Regions from separate parts of the Mus musculus genome. Here regions 1 and 3 are each linked to region 2. A link is a contact called in public Hi-C and HiChIP or PLAC-seq data. All regions are on one chromosome and are shown on one strand. The core of a region is the stretch at or near the end of the contact, and the rest is flanking DNA. Distances in the headings are between cores, read along the strand shown. Region 1 holds the start of Tmcc3 (transmembrane and coiled coil domains 3). Region 2 overlaps Ndufa12 (NADH:ubiquinone oxidoreductase subunit A12). Region 3 has its middle 43 kb from the start of Tmcc3.

What was found. Hi-C and Micro-C count contacts between places; a contact is called where the count stands out from the background. HiChIP or PLAC-seq counts read pairs in DNA pulled down with a chosen protein or histone mark.
Region 1: a contact with region 2 is called in an H3K4me3 HiChIP or PLAC-seq map of neural progenitor cells, with 6 times the contacts expected there. The contact joins the promoter of Tmcc3 here to the enhancer-like site in region 2. A contact is called at or near these places in 10 of 484 Hi-C or Micro-C datasets (the N1E-115 cell line, cardiomyocytes, cerebellar granule neurons and 6 more), 8 of 115 datasets of contacts at active chromatin or transcription factors (SST interneurons, bone marrow-derived macrophages, embryonic forebrain and 5 more) and 2 of 9 other capture datasets (adipose tissue and pancreatic islet).
Region 3: a Hi-C map of bone marrow-derived macrophages shows a contact between it and region 2, with 1.9 times the contacts expected there. The contact joins two enhancer-like sites. A contact is called at or near these places in 14 of 484 Hi-C or Micro-C datasets (B cells, the G1E-ER4 cell line, the HPC-7 cell line and 7 more).

What each region holds. Positions count from the first base shown.
Region 1 is chr10:94,513,573-94,516,272 of GRCm38.p6, forward strand. Tmcc3 (transmembrane and coiled coil domains 3) reads left to right here and starts at 1,285. Exons shown (of 4, transcript NM_172051.3): 1 at 1,285-1,532. The coding sequence starts at 1,455. It overlaps Gm40743 (a long non-coding RNA gene), which reads right to left and starts at 1,307. Exons shown (of 3, transcript XR_871960.2): 1 at 1,116-1,307; 2 at 760-1,016.
Region 2 is chr10:94,210,100-94,213,027 of GRCm38.p6, forward strand. The region is part of intron 3 of Ndufa12 (NADH:ubiquinone oxidoreductase subunit A12); the gene reads left to right. Among named protein-coding and RNA genes, the nearest start is that of Ndufa12, 13 kb to the left of the region's middle. Within about 2 kb of position 1,327, at least 22 of the 459 cell types and tissues checked have an H3K27ac peak or open chromatin away from gene starts, as enhancers often do. A contact at or near this core is called in the N1E-115 cell line, bone marrow-derived macrophages, cerebellum and 3 more, where this site is marked.
Region 3 is chr10:94,470,254-94,473,144 of GRCm38.p6, forward strand. It overlaps a transcript of Tmcc3 not described here. Among named protein-coding and RNA genes, the nearest start is that of Tmcc3, 43 kb to the right of the region's middle. Within about 2 kb of position 1,363, at least 10 of the 459 cell types and tissues checked have an H3K27ac peak or open chromatin away from gene starts, as enhancers often do. A contact at or near this core is called in bone marrow-derived macrophages, where this site is marked.

The sequences.
Region 1 (2,700 bases), core at 35-2,534, 300 kb after region 2:
ATATAAGCACAGGCATATATCTATATTTATGTATATGTATGTATGTATATGTATCTATATTTCTCTATATAGATATGATACACATTGCACTTTCAATAAATGGTAGAACACTATATTCTCCAGCACCTTGCTTTTCTTCACTTAACTATACATGCTAGAAATGACTCCACAGAGGGCCATCGCAACTGCTACACTTGTCTAATACTCCACTAAGTCGACATGCTTGGTTCCCTGGTCTCCTTGTGAGTGAATGACACATAGGTCAGGTTGTCCTCAGTCTTTGAAAAGGCCTCCTATCGAGAGTTCTTTATCTTTCATCAATGCCTCTCACAGGACTATCAGATAGATGTCTTAGACTTCCATCCTGATCTTGTCAACTTCTGGTTCAGGGAGCCCAGCAGCTTGCCAAACACCCACAGAACAAAGCTGAACTTAATGTTGAAAGTACATTCCCCCCACCCCCTACCCCCGACTCTCCGTTCTTCTACCTGATCCCTTTTTGCCTGAAGACACCCACTAAACCGACACCTTGAGGGTCCCCTCCCCCACCCCCACCCAACGCACAGACCTGTTTTCTCTCAGCCAGCTAGGGGGATAAACACCTCCTCCCCTCCCTGTAGGCAGATCACACTGCACTCTGAGCCTGTTAGGATCAGTGATTTAAAACCTGCCAATCCGGTCTCAGGGGCACGTCTCACGAAACCACTGGACCTTGTGTAGTTAATTTGGGGGTTAGGCAACCGATACCGCATTGATTACCAATCAGTACTTTTTCTCTTCAGATTCCAAATTCCTTGTGGGCAGGGAGCACTCGCTGGGACTAGAGAACGCTCAAGTGGAAAGATGTCCCGGTTTCAAAGTAGCTTACAACACAGTGAGTCACACAAGCACAATTAAGATACACAACACAGTGGGAGTGCCGCTCCGTGGAATACTAGATGGGAAAATGCCCCTCCGTCCTGGAATCCTTAGCCCACTGTCCAGGTCCAGGAAAGCTGTCCAGCAAGTAAGTGTGCCTGTTGAGTGAAATATGTATATATATTTCATTAAGGCATCCGGCAACCTCCTGTGTGCTCAAACCCGTCTTTTTTATCACACTCAAGTGGGTCCATAACCTGTGCCAGCGTCGCTCATCTGAGCCGGGAGAGGCGTGGGAGCGCGTGGGCCCCGTTCGCAGGCAGGGAGGGCAGCTGAGCCCGGCACCTGGAGCGGGTCTAGGCGCCGCGCGGGCGCAGGGGCGGGGAGCGGGGAAAGGGGCGGAGACTGTCGCCCGCCTCCCCACCCGGGCGGCGGCGCAGGGCCGCGGGGTGTCGGCAGCAGCTGCAGCGGCCCGCGCCACCCCCTCGGCCGCGGCTCCGGGGCGAGGGTGAGCGGAGCACGGCGAGCAGCTGCCACCCGGCGCCGAGTGGAGCGGCAGCCCCGGAGGACGCAAAGTTGTCAGTCTAAGCGCAGACATGCCGGGCAGCGACACGGCGCTCACCGTGGACCGGACCTACTCAGACCCCGGCCGGCACCACCGCTGCAAGAGCCGGGTGAGGGCGCGCGCAGGGCGGCGCGGGGGTGCGAGTCTGCGTGGGGAGGGCGCGGGCCGGGTCGGCTCGGAGGCTCAGCACCGTAGAACCCAACGCCGGCCTCTCCCGGCCGGGAAGGTCCGGGGAAAACCTGCGGCCCGGGGACGCTGGGCCACCGCTGGAATCGGAGGCTAGCCAGTCCTATTCCACGACGGTGTCGCCGGGCTCTCCTCCCCGCCAGAGAGCGCACGCTGCCTGCCGGGTCCCCGGGACTCCCAGGGTCTGGCTCCCTCCCGGCACAGCCACCTGCAGGGCTCTGCATTGCTGCTGCGTCCCCTGCCTGGCAGCTGAGTCCCCTGCACTGTACGCCCGGGACGCGCTGCCCAGGTCAAAAGTCGATCTCGGCATGGACGCTCCGGAGTTGGGAGCCGTGCAGAGCGGGTGCCTTCGCCACGGTTTGCAGCCTAATTTGCTGTTGCTGATTTTGGCTGTGAGCGAAAATAGCTCTTCTGAGCAAGCTGTGGAGACCGGCCATGGAGGGCTTCACTATAAAGACGGAGGCCACAGCCCCAGCTCTGGGCCCCTCCTGAGGAACACTTTCCCTTTTGGGAAGCTCAAGTGTCCAGCAAGGATGTGACACCCCCCCCCCCATCCCTTCTTTTGACGGACTAAAGTGCCATTTGAAACAGCACCTCCTCCACTCTGGCAGGCGGCACCTGGAGTTGTTCTCTGAGCCTCCCAACTTCTGGCTTGTCCGAGGAACTGGGGATTCGATGTCGGCTTTCTTGTATAAAGTTCGTAGAGATAGACCGGGCAGAGTTTCTACCCTTCCACCTCTAAGATCAAGTTGCGGCCATAAGTGATAGGCATATGCAGGGGTCCCTTATATATAATGTGGGTATGCAGTCACAATTTGAAACAGTAGTCGATTCTCCCAGAAGTGGCATGTTTACCTCATTTCTCTTTTCACTTTAGCGCCTCTTAATCAATTTAGGAAAAATGATTAAAAAAAAAAAACCCACAAATTTAATGAGTTTGGTGGAATCGCTCCTGCATCGACCGACTCTTTCTCGGTTTCATTAGAAGTTTCATAACAGTGCACCAGGAAAGTATTCCCAAACTCCCTAAGAAAAACATTTAGAGTTTTGGTTACCTGCAGTCAGAAGTTTGCTTGGGAGGGCAACTACTC
Region 2 (2,928 bases), core at 77-2,576:
AGTTTCCCTTACTCTTCCCTAATCTTGTGGGGTGGCAAGTTCACTTTATGGATCCTGTCTTTGCTTTGTTCCTTTCAGTCTGCCAGTCGCCGTTATGGCCACTCGGTCCACCCGTGGACCTGCAGAAGGGATGTGTGTGCCAGTGTGGCGGATGTCTTGGAAGGACACTGGGCTGCATGGGCCTTGAAAGGAAAATGTTACTGTCTGTTACCCCGCACAGTACTCTGCTCAAAGACTTTCAACTGCTATTCATCTGAGGCCTACTGCACGTCAGGCACTGGCGCTGTGTCCCTGTGAGAAGGGAAGCACACGTGCCCTCCAGGAGTTTACAGCACCTGATGAGTACAACCTGGCAGAGTCATACAATTCTACAATTCTTTACTAAGATTAAAATGTCTTAGTATTTGTATTAGTTTAAATGCTTATATAGAATAATCTCAAAGTATTACTTAAGTAAATGCTACATATTTTATACCACTTTTATCTCTCCTCACTTTTATCGTTAAATTACCCATCATTCCCTAGCTCTTAGCCTGAGCATAGAGTTGCTGACATAAAGACCAAATGAATCATGAGTAGCTACGTAAAACTTGGCAGGGTTGGAGTATTACTGAGTGTGGAGAAGTGGACTGCTGGGTTATTTCATGCAAGTAGGATAAAGTCATTGTTGTCTCTTGTATCAGTAGAAGTAGATTTACTGTTTTTGATTTGACGTGTTGGAACCCTGACTTGCTTAAAAATTGTAGTTTAATGGCTTGCTTGGATTTTTCTCTGCAGCATATATGCCATGCCTCCACTTGGTGGCACCTTCTGTTCACTTATAGCTAACATGTCTTTTTCCTCAGTGTAGAGCACTCATGTCTCCTTGTATACTGAAATCAATCTCTCTCTCTCTTTCTCGCTCTCTCTCCCTTCCCTTCTCTCTCTCTCTCTCCCTCCCTCCCTTTCTCCCTCCCTCCCTCCCTTCCTCCCGCTCTCACCCACCCTTCTTCCCTCCTGTTGGCCTGTCTTCTAGTTTTTTTGTTTTTATTGTTGTTAAAGAACAAAGCCATAGACAGGTTTGTGTGGAGGAGGTGGGGTAGGCAGAGGAAAGTCAAGAGTGCTTCATTGGATCAAAGCACTGAGTGAGGCTGTTCACAGACATAGAAAAGATGCAGTGGGTGTGGTGGTCCATGTCTGTATGCTCAGTAGTAGGGAAGTGGAAAAAGAAGAAGAATCAGGAGTTAAAGGCTGGCCTGGACTAAATACCACCAGCCTGGGCTGCAGAGTGCCTTGTACCAGGGAGGTGGGGATTATAGAAGACATAAAGATAGTCAGACAGGTGGGCGGGCTGGGAGAAGGAGATGTAAATAGTGGTGGGTGGCTCGGGGTAGAGCATTCGTGTTCCCTGCACAGAGCCCTGGCTTCATTCTGGAACTCCACAAAGACACAAAACAAAGCAAAGCCTGATTGTGAGGTGTGACTGTTAGAGAAACCTTGGTAATCCAGAGGCACACAGTGCAACCAGAAATACACTCTGAATTCCTTGGCTTTTGAACGGACACCCTTAGGATTCCCCTCACCTGGTCCACGGATATAGGTCGGCTTTTTTAGAAAAGGAATATGTTCTTTTTGAGAGATGAGATCATGTTGTGTTGCCTAGTTTGGATCTGAACTGGTAGGTTCATGGGATCCTCCTGCTTCAGCCTCCTGTGTAGCTGCTACCTCTGTCCCCTAAGAATCCCAGTGGAGAGAAGAGATGTTAGTTTACTGTCACATCCTCTGTAGAAGAACATTTGTGGTTATAAATAATAAGCATTTGTATTTGTGACATATGCAAGTGATTTGTGGTTTCCTCCCCCATTCACAGACACTTCCTGCGTCTCAGCAACATTCTGCCTGTTAGTCAGTGTTCCCCTAGCTGGGGGCTGTTGTACAATGGCAATTTGTATTTAAAATTAACATCCCATTTATTGCAGCTGTAAATCTTAAACTGTAGTTCTTCTTAAGCCTCGAGGCTTAGCTCATAAGCAGAATAACAAGATTAGTAAATTGAATACTTTCTGCATAAAAATAAAGAATAATCATTTTCTTTTGTTCCTTGATGAATGTTTGATAAACTCTAATGGAAAGGATTAAATTCTCCTAAACAGTTATATCTATTTACAAATTTAGTTCATTACATTATTTTAAGCATTTTAGTTAGGTTACATCTATAAATTTAATATATTTAATTTTCCCCAATCCTTCAAATGCCCAGGGAATCGTGTGTCAAGTCACTGTTCGGATCACATAGGCAGTTCTTATTACTCAAGCCAGAACTTAAGGGTCATTTCAACTCATCTAAGATCTGCCAACTACTTTTTCCTGCCTTGCTTCCTTTTAAACTATTATTAATGTGTCGCCCTCATCATTAACTGTTCTGTTTTCATACTTGTGTCATTGATAACATGTCCACCCACCGTTTTGTACCCCCTCCCCTGCTCTCTTTTTAAAATTGGGTTCATTATTATTTGTATACAGTGGGGTGCTGTGAGGTAGGGGCTGGGTGAGTGTTACAAGGACTATATGGGACCAGAGAACAAACTGGTGAAGTTGGTTCTCTCCTTCCATCTTTATGTGCATTTTAAGATCCCACTTGGGCCTCAGGCTTTCTGGCAAGGCCTCACCAGCTGAGCCTTCTCTGCAGCCCTGCTGCTTCTCTTTAAACATGGCAAACTGCTACCAGAGACTTCTACTCAAATCCAAGCCACAGGTAACAACAGCCGAAATGGTCTGGTTACATTCTTGACAGCTGCCGCTGCCTGCCTAGTGGGGTATTAGTGGTTGGTTTTGGGTTTTGGTTATTTCCTGTGCTGAGGATTGGATTTAGGGCCTGTGTGTGCCAGTCCAGGACTGTCCCACTGGGGATTAGTCAGCTTCACTCTTGTTCCACTACTGTGCTTTTGT
Region 3 (2,891 bases), core at 113-2,612, 260 kb after region 2:
CTCTAGCTGCATATGAATCAGAAGATAGCCCATTGGTCGTGCAAACTTTATATGCCTCAGTACAGGGGAATGCCAGGGCCAAGAAATGGGAGTGAGAGGGTGGGGGAGTGGGTGGGGGAGCGTGTGGGGGACTTTTGGGATAGCATTGGAAATGTAAATGAAATAAATACCCAATTTAAAAAAAAAGAAAAAAAGAATCCAAGTTGCAGCTGAAGAGATGGCTTAGCACTTATACTCTAGGTTTATATTTAAAAGTATTTTAAAATGTTTCATACAATATATTTTGATCAATTTTTCCACCCAGTGTTATGTTTTTCTCTTTCTCAAAAAAAGAAAGAAAAGAAAAAAAAAGAAACAAAACAAAATAAAACAAAAACAAGAAGACCTTCCCTCAAAATGCCAAAACTAAACAAAAATCTCACAGAAAAACATGGATTTGGCTTTGTATCGGCAGTTAACATTGGGCTTGGGGGCTGCCTGAGATGCAACTGATATACCCAGTGTCTCAGTCAGGGTTTTCATTGTAATGATGAATTGCTTCGACCAAAGAGCAACTTGGGGAGGAGAGGGGTTTTTTTGGCTTACACTTCTATGTTGTTCATCAGCAAAGAAGTCAGGACAGGAACTCAAACCGGGCAGAAACCTGGAAGGAGGCACGCCTCGGAGGGGTGCTGCTCACTGCCTTGCTTCCCCTGGCTTGCTCAGCCTGCTTTCTTGCAGCACCCAGGACCCCAGCCCAGGGATAGCACCACTCACACTGGGCTAAGCTCTCCCCCTTTGATCACTAATTAAGAAAATGCCTTACAGCTGGATCTTTTGAGGGCATTTTCTCAATCGAGGCTCCCTCTTTTCAGATAACTCTAGTCTGTGTGTTGAGCTGACATAAGAGCAGCCATCACACCCAGTAAAATTCCATTGGAGGAAATGGATTTTTCCCTTCCCTGAAGGTGTCAATGCAGAGAGCTTCTAGGTTAAAGGTGGGACCCTGTGACTGGTCCATCCTCTCATTGCTGTGACCCTGGCCGGCTTGAATCTGGGCACGTCTTAAAAGGCCATTTCCTCCTCTGGTGGAGGTCCTCCTGGGTTTGGGTTCCAGAATCCACCTGATGATTTATTATTGCCAAACCAAGGGATCTATTATCCTCTTCTGGTCTTCGAGGGCTTCTGTATGCAAGTGGTACACAAACAGACAAGAACACACACACACACACACACACACACATACACATGCATACACACGAATTTTTAATTTACAAAATAATCCCTACACCCTGAAAACTAGGTATGAGAAGTCTGAAGTTAGTTCCTCCTGTTAGCTAAGAGAGCAGGGAACTTAACATGGAACACTCATTGCTTGGGGTTCCTCATTTGCACATTTGCCTAGCAAACATTTTCCAGTCCGGCCAATACAATTACACAGGGTGTGCTCCACCGGACCTGACCAGCCAAGCTGGAGAGTGTGGGGTGATTTGTTTACTGTGAAAGGACGATCTGGTTTCTCGTGAGTCCTTCCCCACATGCAGTCCTCCTGCTCAGCGTTCCCAGCAAGACGAGTAAAGGAGGAAGAAGGCTCAGGGTCTGTAGTGGTGGCGGATGAAATCCTAGGAGAAACCTCACAGGGCAACAGCTGACAGTGAGGTATTTATCAGAAAGCTGCTGGGGCTATAGACACTTAGAGAAAGAGAGAGGGACAGCACGACCACGGCTGGAGCCTTTGCCGCCATTCCCCACGTGTTCATGGTGAAACCCAGTCCTCACTGAGGCTCTCAGGAGGTGGGGCCTTGGACAGATGAATAAGTCATGTGGGCTCCAGCTTCATGGATGGATTAATGTCCTTGTAGATGTCCGGAAAAGATTGGTGACTGCACCCAGCACGTGACAGTGCACCAAGACGGTGCCATCAGAGAATGAGAGCTCTCATCAGCCGCTGAGTCTTGGACTCCTACAGACGGAGAAATCGATGCTGTAGCCGAGCAATTATGGAGGCTCAGGGTCCCTAGTGACCTTAGATGACCAGAATGTACAGTTCAATTTTAAAAAGAGAACCGGGTTGACAAACAGGAGCTTTTGTATCACACAGTTTTAGGTGTAGACATCCAGGTAGAGGTGGCTAGCTGGAGAGAGAGGCTGAGAATCTCTCTGTTGGATGCAGGCATTCGACTCAGGTCTATAGCAGCACAGATGATAAGGAAATGGGCAGCAAGATTATATGCTAACAAGTTTTTCCTTATGAACACTGAAAGTTCAATTTTACATTATCTCCTTCCCTCCCTCTCTCTTCCTTTTCTTCCTCCTCTTCTTCCTCCTCTTTCTGAGACAGGAAATGGCCTGTAGCCCAGGCTGGCCTCAAACTTAAGTCCATCCTCTTGCCTCGGCTGCCCGGCAATCCTGGAATTACAGATGTGAGCCATCACACCTGTTGGGAATCCATGTCATTTTCACCTCACAAATTACTCTTTTCGACCACTTAAAATCATAAAACCATTTATACAAAAGCAGGTGCAGGGTGGGTTAGACCCTTGCAGCTTGCTGGGAGAATCAGAAATTGGATTGGTATGCAGAATATTGTCCTCCAGGCGTGACATGGCCAGGGGCTACCCAGCAGCCGCGACGACTTCCTGGACAACCGAAGATCAGGCCCACTAGCGTTCTGTCCTGATTGGGGTGGGGGTTGAGGAGAGGTCAGTCAGTGGCTCTCACAGGGTGTTTCGGCAGATAATGGTTGCTGGGACAAAGACATTTTCTTTAGCAATGTAGCCACCAAGTTGTCTATACTTCTAAGTAACTTTAACCCTTTGGGTCACCAAACTGGACTTGGGAGGTAGCCTTTCTTTGGTGTGTTTTTGGTGCCCTGTCTGAGACGAGCAGCGTTTGTTCCCCCTCTCCAGCTC